2 separate regions of the Anas platyrhynchos genome follow, and region 2 is linked to region 1. The links are chromatin contacts, called in public Hi-C maps. All regions are on one chromosome and are shown on one strand. Each heading gives the region's core, a stretch centred on a gene start, on an enhancer-like site or on the middle of the called end of the contact. The rest is flanking DNA. Distances are from core to core; before and after follow the strand shown. Region 1 overlaps UBAP1 (ubiquitin associated protein 1). Region 2 holds the start of KIF24 (kinesin family member 24).

The links. A called contact is a pair of places that touch in the nucleus more often than the background predicts.
Region 2: a contact with region 1 is called in a Hi-C map of liver, with 2.2 times the contacts expected there. The contact joins the promoter of KIF24 here to the enhancer-like site in region 1. A contact is called at or near these places in 3 of 8 Hi-C or Micro-C datasets (liver, skeletal muscle and small yellow follicle).

What each region holds. Positions count from the first base shown.
Region 1 is chrZ:8,975,764-8,983,517 of IASCAAS_PekinDuck_T2T, forward strand. UBAP1 (ubiquitin associated protein 1) reads left to right here. Exons shown (of 9, transcript XM_038169911.2): 3 at 2,636-2,676; 4 at 5,682-5,806. The coding sequence starts at 2,643. Among named protein-coding and RNA genes, the nearest start is that of UBAP1, 20 kb to the left of the region's middle. Within about 2 kb of position 4,123, at least 4 of the 8 cell types and tissues checked have an H3K27ac peak or open chromatin away from gene starts, as enhancers often do. A contact at or near this core is called in small yellow follicle, where this site is marked.
Region 2 is chrZ:9,026,271-9,034,024 of IASCAAS_PekinDuck_T2T, forward strand. KIF24 (kinesin family member 24) reads right to left here and starts at 3,062. Exons shown (of 15, transcript XM_038169903.2): 1 at 2,841-3,062; 2 at 2,315-2,386; 3 at 944-1,037. NUDT2 (nudix hydrolase 2) reads left to right here and starts at 3,076. Exons shown (of 3, transcript XM_027447188.3): 1 at 3,076-3,232; 2 at 3,729-3,876; 3 at 7,647-7,754. The coding sequence starts at 3,744.

The sequences.
Region 1 (7,754 bases), core at 2,873-5,372:
GCTTGAATCTAAAGTGTGACTGTATGTCTGTGAATAGTGCAGTTTTATGGTAGCTTGATGTTAATGTGCCTCAACCAGTTCTGTAACACAGAAATAAGGTGTTGCACATGGCAGAAGTGTTTTTCCTGCTGCGCTTTGAAATTAATGCCAGGTGCTTGGTCTCCTCTAGGATTTTACTACAGGATTGCCAACAAAAGAAAAATACTTAGTGCTTACATGGGCATTTTTGCATACAGGGTACATCCAAGGCCCCAGCCTGATGCGGCTGCGAAACTCCCTGCTAGATGCTAGGGCTGCGCGGTTCTGTGGGACCTGTGCATGCTGCTGTTCACGTCCCTGGAGTGAACTGATAACATCATGCTAACCTGGTGTTCAGCACCTGGTGATCAGTGTGTGGGAAACTTAGTATGTCCTTGCAGCAGCCTGCTGGAGAGGGGATATCAATTATCACTTTAAAAATGATCCCTTTGGATTTTCCTTTCATTGTTCCTTGCATTTGTACAGTCTAGAGTGAGTTGCTTCTGATAAGAGTCAGGCAGTGTAGTCTGTACTGCCTTTGGGTCACTGAGTGAGGAAGCTACTTCCTCTCTCTGCATCGCAAGTTTTAAACTCCTTTCGTAAAGGAGCACTTGGCTTTCAGTCTGAGGTAGTAGCTAGAAAAAAGCAGAGTTGGGTGGAGTGCAAGGAAGTGCGTAGAGACCTGTCCCCCGTTTGTGGCGGATGACAGCTGGAGGCAGTACATGCAGTACATGAAGACTGTTTTACTTCACAGGTGGCCTGGCTGTCTCAATAACAGCAAATAAAGTTTACATCTTTATTGCTACTCCCACAGAGACCTGACGGAGCAGCCACTTGCCTGACCCTGTGATCTGGGCCTGAAAGGTGTGGGTGGTTTCATGCTGTGTAGTCTGATCTCTGCGGTGCTGTGACCAGTAAAGCCCTTTCAGCTCCAGTAGTTCATGTACAACTGTACTGGCTGGTCTTGTGGCTTTGCCCTCGGCCTTCCCAAATATCCTTCGAGAGGCAAACTCAGCACTGTTTCATCTCCTTCCCTCTTTGAAGTCTCCATGTGTTGTTTCCTTTCGAGAAGCAGGTGTTGGCTGGTGCCAAAGCCAAGCTTGTTGGCCAAGAGGAGCTCTGTGGGGCATAAGGACAATGCTGAGAGGGAGAGACGTGCAGCAAGGAACCTGACAAATGCCAAGCAGAGTGATGTGCAGCTGGAGCTGCCCAGCATGACTCACTTCCCCACAGCCTAGTGTCTGCTTGCTTTGCTTCAGGAAGTTGGGCTACATCCGGGTAAATCTTGCAGCTTTTGGCTGTGTTAATTCCCATTAGCCACTGGTGTTGAATGAGCTATTGACTCCGGTGTGGTGTTGAAAGGGACCTTTACCTAGAAAAAGGTAGTTTCCAAAAGTACTTCAAACCATCTCTTCCTGATCGCTACCGTGTCAGCTGCTGCCAGGAGGGACAGCGAATCTGTCTGTGTGGTCCTAGGCTCTGGACATCCTTCCTCAAAGGTAACTTTTGCAGCTGGAATCCATAACAGAAACACTGAGGCTGAAGAATGAGACCTCACCTGGGGAGTGATGGGTTTGGAAATAAGATCTGCACCAAATTGTGCTTTGAGCATTGACTGCTGCTGCTGGGGGTGTAGCAGGTAATTTCATGGGTTTGAAGATTACCTGCTGGACAGGGCACTCTGTCAGCTGGAGGGCTGCAGAAACAAAGGGCAACTCTGAGGCTCTGTTATGCATAACATCAAAGGGGGGCTTACAGATGGAGTTATCGAGGGAAATGTGCTGTGGTGTTTTAAGGAAGATCTTATGATGCTCTTCTATCTGCTTCTGCTGCTAGACAAAGTTACTGAACACGCCACAAGCATCCTGGAGTAGGGTTTTAGCGGACTGATGAACAAAAATACCCTGTAGCTTGCTCTAGTTTCAAAGCAGCTCTCTTCTCAGGATAGCCCTGAGAAGGCCCTCTGTGTTAAAAGCTGCCTGAATAATCATGTGTTTAACATCTTAGCCATGTAGGATTTGCACTGACTTCACAAATTAAAAAAAAAAGTAGATGATTAAATGGTTAGCATTGTTTCCTCATGCATATCCGAAATCTTGAGGTCTTCCTACCAGTTACTGCGTACCAGCATTGTGTATTGTTATCGGTGTGCCACCCAGCACGTCTAGACAAGTGCCATGCTGGCTGTGCATGCACAATATCATAGTACCCCTTTTTAGAGCAACGGGGATTAAACTGAAGAGGATCAGTGTGGTATTTCCAGGAGGAAGGGCTGTTAATGCTGGGCAGGCAGTATGTGCTCTGTGGGGCTGGGAAGGAGCAGTCTCGGAGTGCTGTGATCTACAACCCGATCTTTCTAATCAGCCTGGCTGCTTCTTGACTATTTGTGGTTTTATTTTCCTGGCCATTTGGATTGTCAGACCCTGAGCAAAGTTATTTATTCACTCCATCAATTCTTGGTGCTATAAAATCCATTTTACTGTCTGTCTTTGCAACAGGATAAACATAGCAAGTGTCAGCAGCGTGTCCCATACTACAGAGATAAGGCTGAAACCACATAGGCTTATGCAATGCTATATGTATGAAGTTGCTAAATGTATTTTAAAATGTCTTTCAGGTTCTAAATGGCTTCTAAGAAGTTGGGATCCGACTCTCATGGTAAGTGGAATTTGGTACCCTTGCCCTTTCAATAGGATGAATCGTAGTGTTGCTGCTGAGTAATGTCCTGGCTGTCAAGACTGATCTGTTCAGCCCCTGACTGGCTTTTTTGTTAGGGACAAAGTGCCTTGGCTTCCTTCTTGCATAGTTGCTTGCTGACGCTGTGCTCATTCTCTAGTTAAACTGGAGTTTAGCCTTTGACTATCTCCCATCATCCCTGCCCCTCAGTCATGGCAGGATAATACCTCCCCAGCAATCCCCTTCAAAATCAAAGCTGAACTGCAGTTTTGGTGCTTATGTGATGCTCGCTGAAGCAGACGCTAGATCTGCAGCCTCTTACTATGAAAGTCAAGTGAGAGGCTGGATTGCAACTCAAGCTTTTAATGTATCATTGGGTTGCATTTTGCTCAGTAATGAATTTATTCCTAAATTGGACTTACCTGGCTTAGTAGCTAACAGGCAAGTGATCTCTCCTACATCTGAGATGTGTAATGTCATGCAGATGATTGGCGTCATAAGAATTATGTGCTGCAATGCATGTTTCTTTTAGAAAATGGGGTATAAATGTGAGAGGACTCCTTTCCCTGACTCTCTTTTTTTGTGTGTAATGTAGATTCTTAAAATGAGTAATCAGTTAAAGCTGTGATGGTGGTTCAAATTAAATTTCTAAAAATCAGCATATTAAATAACAGAAAACCTTAAATTGCTTTGCTTAAGCATAGTACCATTGAAACAGTGGCTTGGCTGTTAGTTAGTATATGTTGGTGTTGCTTTTTGTATTAAATTTACTGTTAGAAGACAAATTGAGTCCTTATCTATTTGAGTATTGAGGCAGTAAGTTCATACATTTAAAAGTCAAGAAATCAAGTTTTCCTAGACCAGTACTTTTGTGATTAGGCTGAATGCTATGAGCATCGGTGTTTTGCTTCAGAAACACTTTTTTTCTATTAACTGTCCTAAAACAGTTGGTGTCTCTTAACATTTTTTTTTTTTGTAGGCTTGTATTTGAGATGAGGTTATAGCACTGTATTAGAAAATTACCATACTGGGAAGAAACAATGTTTTTATTCCTTAGTCTAGGTGCTGAGGTTAAGCTGACAGTCATTAGTTCAGCTCATCTAGTCTGGGTGTGCTTAGTGTTTTACTGTCCTGAAACAAGGGATGTTGCTCTATAAATACCACAGCGTGTGCTCTGTGGCTGGTGTGAATTTCAGGCAAACAAGGCCACGGGAGGGGAGATGTCTCCCAGTTACTGTGTCAATAAGTCTAATAAAACAGGTATTTGTGTACTGAGCAACTTGGGCTGTGAGATGGATGCAGAGACGCGATTGTGCTGGGCTTGGACGCTTGGATCATCCCAGTTAGAGCAGGACTCGTACCAGTGGGACTAACCAGGGCATGGCAGCAGCAGCAGTCAAGCTGGACTCTGAGCATTTCAGAGATAAGGCTGTCTCTGACCTGGCCATGATGTAAGTGCAAGCACAAAGGCTGCCACAATTGCTACTTCTGCAGAAACACATGCTGTTGTATCCAAGTTCTCACGCTGCCAGCTCAAATATTCTTTGGATGTCACGGTGTTGGTGGCCATCAAGGTGCAGTTTGGATGCTGTGCTGTGTACTGCTTCTCAGTAAGGACCAGTGAAAATACTATTATATTCTGCCTGGAGTTCTCTTTTGTTGTGGTTGTATGGGTGCCATGTAGGTTGTTCAGCCTGAGGGTGTCAGAGCTATAGGAAATGCCCTCTGTGTCCCAACAGGGCTCTGGGATCAGTGCATAGCAGGAGAGCTCAACTGATGACAGCACATAAACATTTGACTCCAAGTTAACAGGATATTCCTGTTCCCAAAAGCTGCTTGTTCTCTTGGAGCTTGTGGCTGCGTTATTGTAGATGAGTCAACAGTGAAGGAGCACAAATAGTACTTAAACTGTCATCCAAGTATGAAAATGGGTCACATAAAAATGGCAAGTCACAGCTCACTGAGCAAGAGGTTAGTCACCAAACATCTCACATTGCCACTAATGTCTTGTCGGGTTTGTAGCACTCGGAGCAAAGTTACAAATGATTACTAGACAAACACTTGAAATTGCTGTTATACACAGTCAAAAACCTTGCCTGTAATTCCAAAAGCTTAGACCAGTTAATGTAGAAACTGGCTACAATTTATTTTATGGGTTTTCTTGCACTTCTTCACAGCAGCTCACGGAAAACAAGCCTTTAGTCTGGCTTCTTGGAGGAGCTTGAGTCATTGGTGATTCTGCCTAGTGAGTTTGCAGGGTGCCTGAACAGCTTTTGTCCTAAAACACTTCATAAATACTACGCATAAATGATAGATGTAAAGCACAGATGGAGGACCTTGAGGAGTCTGTGGCCTCGCACTGGAGTGATTACAAATAAGAGTGGATCTAGTCAGATTGCCATGTTTAAAAAGTCAGGATTGCAATACTGAATGTTCTTGAGCTATTTCACTGTTTCGGTTAAAGCAGATCTGGGCTTTGGGCTGTTTTTTCCTTGTGACCATTTCTGTCCAAATGTTACTGTCCACTTGTATGCTAAAACTGTTCATTTTTGTGTTTTTCTTCCATAGCTGCTCTAGAGCTGGGTCATTTTAAAACTTGTTTTGTATATCACAAACTAATGGCTCCTTCTATAGAGGCGTAACAGAACACAACATTCAGGAGAGCTTCAGATTCTGGTTGTGTAGGCATAGTGTTGTCATGAGGAAAGCTAAGATGCTGGGATTTTAACTACAAAATTTGTTCAGCTATTGGAGTGTTGTAAAACCTTGTTATGGGCTGGAATATTATTTTTTAAAAGAACAAAACTGAAGCAATGAAGTCCGGGCATATTCAATGTGTTTCTATTCTCACAACTTCCTTTGTGTTGAGTCACATTGTGTGGTTGGGGCAGCAGAGAGAGAGTAGCTGCCACATACAGAAATGTGAGGTTTAACTGAATGCATTAAATTTATAGGGTTTTTGATACCATTTCTTCTTCTGATCTTAGGGCCTTTCAGCTATCTCGATGATGTCCCGTTTAAGATAGGAGACAAATTTAAAACCCCTGCGAAGGTTGGATTACCTATTGGTTTCTGCCTGCCAGATTCTTCTCAGCTTGTCAGAGAAGCCCAGGTAAGGATGGTTTGTGCACTTCTGCTCTTTCTGCTGCCACCCCAGGTCTTCAATGTGTTATTCTGTGAACTACATTTTTTTTTTGGGTGTTAGTCTTCACTGTGCTGTACTGTTACTTTATAGTCTTCTAGAATGTAGAGGAAGATGATAAATATTGTAAGCTGTGCCGAAAGTTTCTTCTTACCCCTATAAAAAGCCTGATGGCATTTATTTTCATGTATCTATTCCCCCCCAAAAATAGTGTTTTTAAACAGTTAAAGGTTTAAATGCTGCCCTGACAGTGCTAAACTAAAATCGTATTTTTAAGAGGAAGGATGGTAAGAATTGAAACACCCATGCTATGGCATATCCTCAAACAGCGTTCTACAAGTATGGCCACATTCCGTGCATTATCACTTTAATGGGGTGAAAAAATAAATTTCTGGTTCTTAAAGTCTGTGCAGTACTGAGTGGGAGATCTTCTCCAGCCATGTAGCGAAGATGTTGCTGCTTGGTATGGATTTCTTCCAGGTCTCTGAGGCACGTGGCTCTTGCTGTAAACTTTTGGTAGCACAAAAGCAATTACTTCAGCATAAATCCAATCTCCAAATGCAGGTTGTGATGCAGGAAATACAATTGAACTATAGTTTTCTCATTTGAATCTGTGATTCTCCTTGGGCTGCCCAGTTTGTTGACTTCAGCATCAGCTGTGACAGATTGCTGTGGACAGGTCTGATTTTTTCTGCCCTGCAACTTATCTGCTGCAGAGCTGAACATCCGAATTTCCTGACATCGTGGCTTGTTATTATAACCGTTAAGTGGTTGCCTGACTGATTGTCCCAATACACATACTTCCACCTAGTTAAGCTTGAGTAGGAGTGCTGCAGGAGGTTCTAATGTCCTGTGGCAGGTCTTGCTGTGCTGTATCTTTGTTTCCCAGCCAAGCTGGGGTTCAAATACAGTACGCCGGGTTAGATTGCAGTGCCTCGAATAAAATGATGTGATCACGTAAGCTAAGCCTTGCACAGTACTCTTTGGCTTTTTTACAGCTCTGGTGGGAGCTATTCAAAATAGTAAAAGTGCACAGAGGCTAAATTGATCAAAACCATGTACTTAGTATTTCATGTTTATAAACACCGTGGTTGTGTGTGTATCCAGCTGTGATAGCTCTGCTCAGATGGCAAAGAGTGTGGAATGGATAGTGCCCAGCACTTCTGCCAGTGAGTTGTGTTTCAAAATCACCTTGCTGATAAATTGTATATCCCATCTCTTAGAGCTAAATAAGGAAAGGGAAAACTACTTTGTGTAGAGTTGAGATGGGTCTCCAGGTTCTCTCTGGAGCCTGCTGTGGGATGGATAACACAGTGTGAGTCCCTGAAAAGTCCAACAGAGGCTTAGCAAATCTTCCTGGCTTGTTGCTCTGTACAGCTAGGATGTCTTATTACCCGTTTGGTTATGTGACATCATCCTGGCAAGCAGGCTGTAATTCTTGTGAGTCACAGGTAGGTTACACCTTGGGCTTAGCTTTGTAGGCTGTGTTCTGAGTGTTTTTCCATGACAGGGAGGGCACTAAGGTCGTTTGGTCCTTGTAAGATACTAAAGCTTGACATATATTTATCGTGTTCAGGATTTTGTCCTCTCAGTCAGGCCACCACAGTGGCCTGCGTGCCTTTAGTGGGTAGCTTCTGTAAATGTCTTGTGTGCTAACCCAACCCTGAATGAACTGATGTCAAATGAGAAAAGCTTGTGGGGTCCAGTCAGTGCCAGTAACAGTGGCAAAAACAGCTACTACTGGAAGTTGTCAGAGTAGCCAGCACATCCCCTTACATACCATTAGCACAGGTGTGAGAATGCTGATACCTCTCCACCCAGTGGGTCTAAAACTAGCATCCAGTCTGTTAGGAATCTTTTAGGGGGTACTGATAAATACCTTATTGGTCTTTGGATGCAAAAATTACTCTGCTGTAGT
Region 2 (7,754 bases), core at 1,812-4,311, 49 kb after region 1:
TGCCATCAGAGAACTGTTTCCATATTCTAAGGTTTTTAAAGGCTACAAAGATGAGGAAAATGTCAAGTATAAATAGTGGAAACCAATGATGACATTTTACGTATTGTGAAGGAAATCAATGTACTACAAAATTTTATTCCAGGATCTGATCCACAATTTTAAAATGCTTCTAATTATTAATCAGCTTTTACACAGATCTTTTCATTCTCAAAACACTTTTCTAACTGGAGAAAAGGCTGGCCTTCAGATACTCACTCAGCGAGTGTCAGTCACTCTGCATAATATAAATCTTGTAAAATCCCTACATAAACTATAATAAGAATGAAGCAGCGTTAGGCCACAATATCTGGATCCTCACTAAACTCTGATATATTAAAGATCTCAGTGCACTGTTCACTTGAGTAACACTCACATGCCCTGTTATCCCACTCTGACTCACTCATATTTACCTGACAATTTTAGTTGACTTCCTCTGGTACCCCTTATCGCCACCTCTGAGACATGGCACTACTATCATGATATCCTGATTTTAAACTAGGGAAATCAAGCCATGAAGAAGTGAAGAAACCTTATGTGTAACCTTATGTAACCACTCCTAGCCTTACAAATGTAAATTAATGCATCTATACATTTAATTCTGTAACTTCACGTAATTATTCTAAACCATAAGCCGCAGTCTGATCATTAAATATTCTTATTAGACATAATTCTCATGGATATCTGCTAAAAGTAATAATTGTTAATCAGTACACAACACTTAAACACCTTGTTTTCCTGCCTATCACTTTGTATTGTGTACATCATTCCAGTTTACAAACAGCATATAAAAAAACAGATGTTAAGAACTTTGAAAGATCTGTAAAAACATCTAGAAGGTAGGTATGTTTCCTCTTCCAACCACAACTACACCAGGTTACTTTCTCATTACTTTTAAGCACATTACCCCAAACACGTCTTCAGGTGCTGTGCCAAGGTGTTTGTTGTTTTTTGAGGTACAGAGCAGAAGACCAGAAGAAAGCCAATTTTTACTGGCAAACCTACAACAGAGAAAAGGGAGACTTATTAACTCATGTTACTAGTCATACTCTGTTATTTTTTATTCATCTGAACTTGAAGCTCTTTTGTATCTGTTATCCAAAGTGAAATCTGATTAATCCCTCCAGAAACAAATGTCTAATTTGCTTTTCCCGGGAACCACATCGAATGCTTTAATCATTCTGATCCCACCCCTTGGATACTAAGGCATTCCTGTGAAGAAATCATGGTCATGGTGTGGTTGCACTTCTATAAGCACAAGCTCCACAGTAAGAGATAATCTCTACTGCAAAACAAGTTTGTAATTCTAGTTTAATGAAGTAGATAGGGAGCTATGAAGGTCCAATTCAAATATTTACAGATCACTGCCACAGATGCATTCATCAGATTGCAGGATTATGCTATGGAAGCCCTTGAACACATACACAAAGAGATAATAAATGTTCTGACGTGAGTTGGAACAAGTGTTGTAGCAGTCTGTTTTGAAAATATGAGGAAGAAACATGAAAAATACCCATAGAAAACCATCTATAGTTTCCATATAATAAAAGTAGAAAGGAAAGAACACGTTCATTCTTAACTGACAGTTCTTCTACAGTTGGACCATGATGCAGGTCTTCTCCCTGCACTAACACTTTTTTCTTTGCTCCGGACATACCCCAGTTGCTTACTGTAAATATGATTACAGAATCACAAAATACAAGGGATTGGAAGGGACCTTAAAAGATCATCTAGTCCAATCCCCTTACTGGAGCAGGAGTACTTAAACAGGAGTACCTGTCACACAAGAACACTTCCAGGAGGGTTTTGAATGTCTTCAGAGAAGGAGACTTCACAACCCCTCTGGGCAGCCTGTTTCTAGTGCTCTGTCACTCTCACTGTAAAAAAAGTTTTGTCTCATATTTAAGAGGAACCTCCTATGTTTCAGCTTGCACACATTGCCCCTTGTCCTGTCATTGGATGTCACTGAGAAGATCCTGGCTCCGTCCTCCTGACACTCACCCTTTACATATTTATAAACATCAATAAGGTCACCCCTCAGTCTCTTCCTCTCCAAGCTAAAGAGACCCAGCTCCCTCAGCCTTTCCTTGTAAGAGAGCTGCTCCACTCCCTTCATCATCCTCATGATGAAGACTGGAAAGTGACAGGTGCTGTTGCTCCCAACGTTCCGTAAGCAGAATGAGAACCGTTATCAGTGTGCACAGAGTGACGGCGGGCAGACTGTGTGGCCTGGGCAGGGCTGAGCGTGGGGCAGCATGCCTGGCTGCCTGGCACTCACCTCCTTGTGAACACAGCCCTCCTGTCCAGGCGTACAACGTTCTTCTGCCCTTGCTTCCCTGTTGATCTCCTCCTGACCCAGAAAGCACAGAAAGGTGAACATTGCACAAAGCGGATTAATTTCAACGACATTTGAAACAGACTTAAAAAACGACAACTGAACGGACTGCTCGCGTTCTGACAGCGCACAGGGGCTGCCACACACCCCACACCAAACATAGGCCGGGGGGCTCAGCCAGGAGTGGCTCCATCCTGCAGCTGACCCCGACAACTGCTCCCAGCAGCAGCTGCAGGGGAAGCCTCCGGAGCTCGGCCACGCGCCCCCGAAGCCCGCCGGCAGCTATAAATGGGCGCCGATTATTCGAAAATTGCGCCCGAGCCTCCCTGGCCGGCAGGGTTTTTAGCAGCTGGCTCCCAGCGTTTATTTTATAATTAGAGCCCGACGAGCAGCCGCGTGCCGGGGGTACCGCCGCAGGGCTCGGAGGGGCCGCGTCAGCCCCGCAGCTCGGCCCCGGGTCAACTTTTACCGTTTTCTGCCCAGTTTCGCCCCAAAAGAAGCCTCCGCGCCTGATCACGCGTTCAGCCCAGATAAAAGCCGGCCGGGGCCGTGCTGCCCGCTGTCCGCCCGCTCCCTGCAGCGCCGAGACGGGACGGGCCGGGCCCCGCCACCGCCGGTGCCCCCCGGTCCCCTCAGCGGGCGCGGAGGCTCCGTGAGCGGCGCCCAGGCCGCGTCTCCATGGCAACAACGCCTCGCCCGCTTCAAACGGTGGCGCGCGCGGCTCGCTGGGGAGGAGCCAATCAGACGGAGGGAGGCGGGGTTAAGGGCGTGAGGGCAGGGAGAGCGTGCGCTGCGATTGGTTCAAAGAGCTGTCAGTCTCGCGTTGGGCCCTCCTCCTCGTTTCCCCATCCGGAAGCCAAGGTGAGGGCAGGGAGCGGGGCGTGCGTTGCGCTCAGAGGTCCGGGGGGGAACCGCGGGGGGCGGAGGGAGGTTCCGGGGGCGGAGGGGTCCCCAGCCCCAGCCCCAGCCCCAGCCCCAGGGTGGGGGCTCCGCGGGCAGCAGCCCGGCATTACCCGCACCTGTGGGGAAATTCAGGGCGTTATGGGGCTGTCTGTCCTGGATCCTTATCGTTTTCTGTCCCTGCAGCCTGCTATGTTCTGTATCAGTTGTAAAGAAGCAGCACACAGGTCCCATTTCGTGCCTCACAACACACACATATTTATATATATTTAATGTTTTTTTTTTAATCCAGGCTCCTCCTGCCCCACTTGCAGAGGGAAGGGCTCCGTTTTCACACCTCGCGGGTTGCCACTGGGGACGCGGCGTAATTGCACGGGACGTGGTTTAATTGCACGGCAGCAGCGAAGGGACGGGCTCGCTGCCCCAGCCCCACGTCATTTCTGCTTGTCCCCTGCAGGGAACGAGCGGGGAGATGGCGGCCAGGGCCTGTGGGCTGATCATCTACAGGAGGCTGCAGCCGGCGGCGTCCTCCAGGCCGGCTGACGGCATCGAGTACCTCCTCCTGCAGACCTCTTATGGCACCCACCACTGGACGCCACCCAAAGGTGATGTTTGCGCCGATAACCCGCTGCTCTGCCTTTTTGTCAGGAGGTTGAAGCCTGAGGTCTGCTGGGTGCTGCTGCGGTCAGCTCTGGGGGCGGCTATCAGCTGGCGTTTTTGGCATGGTTGCGCCTTTTGGGCAGCTGGAAGGGGAGCTCTGTGGCAGAGCCGGTGTTGGGCAGTGCGCTGTCCCAGCCCTGCTGCCGGGAATAGCACAACGCGGAGAGTTCAGATTCGCTGTGGATCTCCCTAAGTGCTGTTTCTTACCCGTTGGGATTTCTTTCCTCTAATTTGTGTTTCTGAGTTTGCAAAGTGGCATAGCACGTGAGCAGTTTGTGAACAGGAGTCTGTAAATTGAAAAAAAAAGAAAAAGAAAAAAAAATCTAGTAACAAAATCAGCTGCGCTCTCCTATCAGTGGAAAGAACAAAACTTTCCAAACCTCTCCCTCCCTCCACTTCACGAAAACCTCAGTGGAGAAGAGTTGCAGCCTTTGGAAAGCCAAAAACCATAAGTGGGGACATGACTGTTGTGAGAGGAGAGATCCATGCAGAAAGGTACTGGGAACACAGTAACTGAGGACAAGCCAGGACAGTAGCAAGTGAAATGACTCAGGTATACGTCTCACACACTCAGATCATATTGTTAAAGGTTTTGTAGATCAGAAACCACAATCAGATGGCAGCCTTTACTAGTAGCTTGGTACAGAGCTGAGGGCAATAAATGAAGGTGCTATTACATTATATATTCTCTGTAATTTGAGTGGTCTTCAAAGGCAGCCCCAGGCTATGTGGTGCAATAATATAACTTGTATGTGGTGCAGATCTTGATGTAATGTGGCAGGAGCCAGAATGAGAAGTTATAATCACCTCTCCAGGAGCACACAGGAGGCAAGCCCACTTACAGCTACAGCTGTACTTTGGTATTTTAAAAGTCCCTAAGCATCTCCAGCCTTTATGGGATTAAACTGTATTCCCTGCCGAACTTCATCAGCCTGATCCCTGCTTCTGGATCTGTGACTTTGCACAAGTCGAGTCTGATGGACAGGGCATGCAGGGTTTGTTTACTAGTGCAAATGGCTTTGAGGAGCTGGAACGTGGCGTGATGTGCTGCCAGTGATCCCTTTTGCTCCTGGTGGGTAGAGTGTATAGCACAAAGTGGGAACTTACTGAGTTTAGGCTTGAGGTTAGCAACAGTCAGTGGGGTGAGGTGATTGCCTCTCCCTGTGCTGGTGGGCAGGAGGTAGCATTTGTGCCCTGTGGGTTGAAACTCAACCCTGGTCTCCAGCTTTATTGCTGCGTCAGCTCATTGCTTATTTGGTAACTGGATCATTATTATCATAAAAGGAACTGGTTACTGACTGTTCGTGGATGTTCTGTGGGCATTTACTGTGGATGCTATAAAAGGAATCCAGCTGTTCAAGGCCGGGTGGATTCTGTTGCTCCAAGTCCCAGCTTTGTATATGTACAAGATGAAAATAAGTTTATCCTCAAAAAGAAGGAGATGACTTGCAGTGCTGAGAAAATATTTTTACTTAAAGCCTCAGCATATTTCATCTCAAATATCTAAGACATCAGATGCTGTTTTCTGCACAGTTGCTTTTTGAAATAGAAGTGTGTTTAGAATTTGAGATGATGTTGCATTGTAAGAGGGTGGTTATGCTAGTAATACACACAGAAGTGAGTGAGACCTGTTGGCAGAGCAACATGAGCTCCCCACGTACCCCACTTCTAAAAGGGTTGCTCATCTAGTACTAAAGGGTTGCTTTGGGTACCTGGGACCTGAGAGAACATTCATCTCTGTGAAAATCGTGGCTATTTGCAGACACCTAAGTAGAAAATAGAGCTACGCCAGGGGTAAAATAAAGCTTAAACACCACTCCCCGCCCCTTTTTTTGAAGCTTCCCAACTCCTGTTAAGTTGCTTTTTTGAGATCTTGCTTGGCTTGTTCTATTTATGGTCTTGTCTGGATCTTTCATGAGAAAACCAAATCTGACATTTCTCAACAAAAATACAAACAGCTGGGGATATGTTATATTTATCCTTTGTTTGTAATGGCACCTCTCATTCTAAGCGACGTGAAACAAATAGGGTGTCCGAGAAGACCAGCTGTTGACAGGGATAGCATTTAGGTGTGCTGTATTTCAGAGGGGAATATGTGAGAGAAATTAAAAATACCCGTAATTGCTGCATATCCCTGCGTAGGAGAAAATATTGGTGGTCTCTTTCACATGATAACTGCATCTCAGAATCACAGAGAATCACAGAATCTCTAGGTTGGAAGAGACCTCAAGATCATCGAGTCCAACCTCTAACCTAACACTAACAGTACCCCCTAAACCATATCCCTAAGCTCTACATCTAAACGTCTTTTGAAGACTTCCAGGGATGGTGACTCCACCACCTCCCTGGGCAGCCCGTTCCAGTGCCTCACAACCCTTTCAGTAAAGAAATTCTTCCTAACATCTAACCTAAAACTCCCCTGGCGTAACTTTAGCCCATTACCCCTTGTCCTGTCACCAGGCACATGGGAGAACAGGCCAACCCCCACCTCGCTACAGCCTCCTTTAATGTACTTATACAGAGCAATAAGGTCACCCCTGAGCCTCCTCTTCTCTAGGCTGAACAAGCCCAGCTCCTTCAGCCACTCCTCGTAGGACTTGCTCTCCAGGCCCCTCACCAGCTTCGTCGCCCTTCTTTGGACCCGCTCAAGCACCTCGATGTCCTTCTTGATTGTCCTTCTTGTAGATTCTTGTAGAATCTATATGATTCTGGGGTGGCTCAGGGTTCATAAGCATCTGATCTACCATTGAAGCGCAGCCACTTTTTAACCACGTGCTTGGAGATTTTTTTTATTTTTATTTTTTAATCCCCTATGTAATTCATTCTGCTTTTCCAGTTGAAGTGATTTCAGGATTGACGTTGTGGTAGTTTAGGATGTGCTGGAACAAGAAGGAGATGCAGGAAGCTAGTTTAGTTCTGTTTAGCAACTTTTCACAGTTTTTTTTTTTTAATATAAAAAGATGTTGAAACTCTTTGTAGTACTTAAAATCACAGAATCACAGAATGTTAGGGATTGGAAGGGACCTTGAAAGATCATCTAGTCCAATTCTCCTACCGGCACAGGAACACCTAAATCACGCCAAGAGGAACGCGTCCAGGCAGGTTTTGAATGTCTCTAGAGAAGGAGACTCCACAGCCTCCCAGGGTAACCTGTTCCAGCGCTCTGTCACCTTCATAGTATTGTCTTAAGCTGTGAGTCAAATGACTGAAAGTTTTTTTCTGAAACCCAGCTTTCAAATGGCATTTGTTGGTGTCTGGTCCCATTGTTTCTGTGCTGCTGGCATGAGTAAGAGTTTTGCAGAACTGAGCCTTAAGCTTCTGTGGGAGGGAAAGGTTGAGAGAGAGCTAAGACTTGCAGATCTGCAGTCCTCCCTCTTACTGGCTAAAGGTAAAGTATTCCAAAGGTGCTCAGTCCTTAGCCTGAAGTGTGATCGAAGATGGAGCATGACAGGTACAGAGTGCTGCAGAAGACAAGTGGAGGACTGGGAAGATTTCTCATGCTAACAGGCCACTGATAGTTTCAGAAAATGCAGTGTAAACAAGCATAAATGGCACAAAAGAGAAATCAAGAGAGGAATGTTTGATGAGCAATCTCTGCTCTCCATTTTCAGTTCTGTATCAGCTATGGTGTCCTCCCAATGTTTCCTAGTTGTCAACTGCATAAACAAAGTCTGAGTTTCCATCTTGGAGACTTACATTTTCACGTTCTTGACAGGCCACGTGGACCCAGGAGAGGATGACCTGCAGACAGCCTTCCGGGAAACGCAGGAGGAGGCAGGTCTTCAGGCCAACCAGCTCACCCTCGTGGAGGGGTACAAGAAAG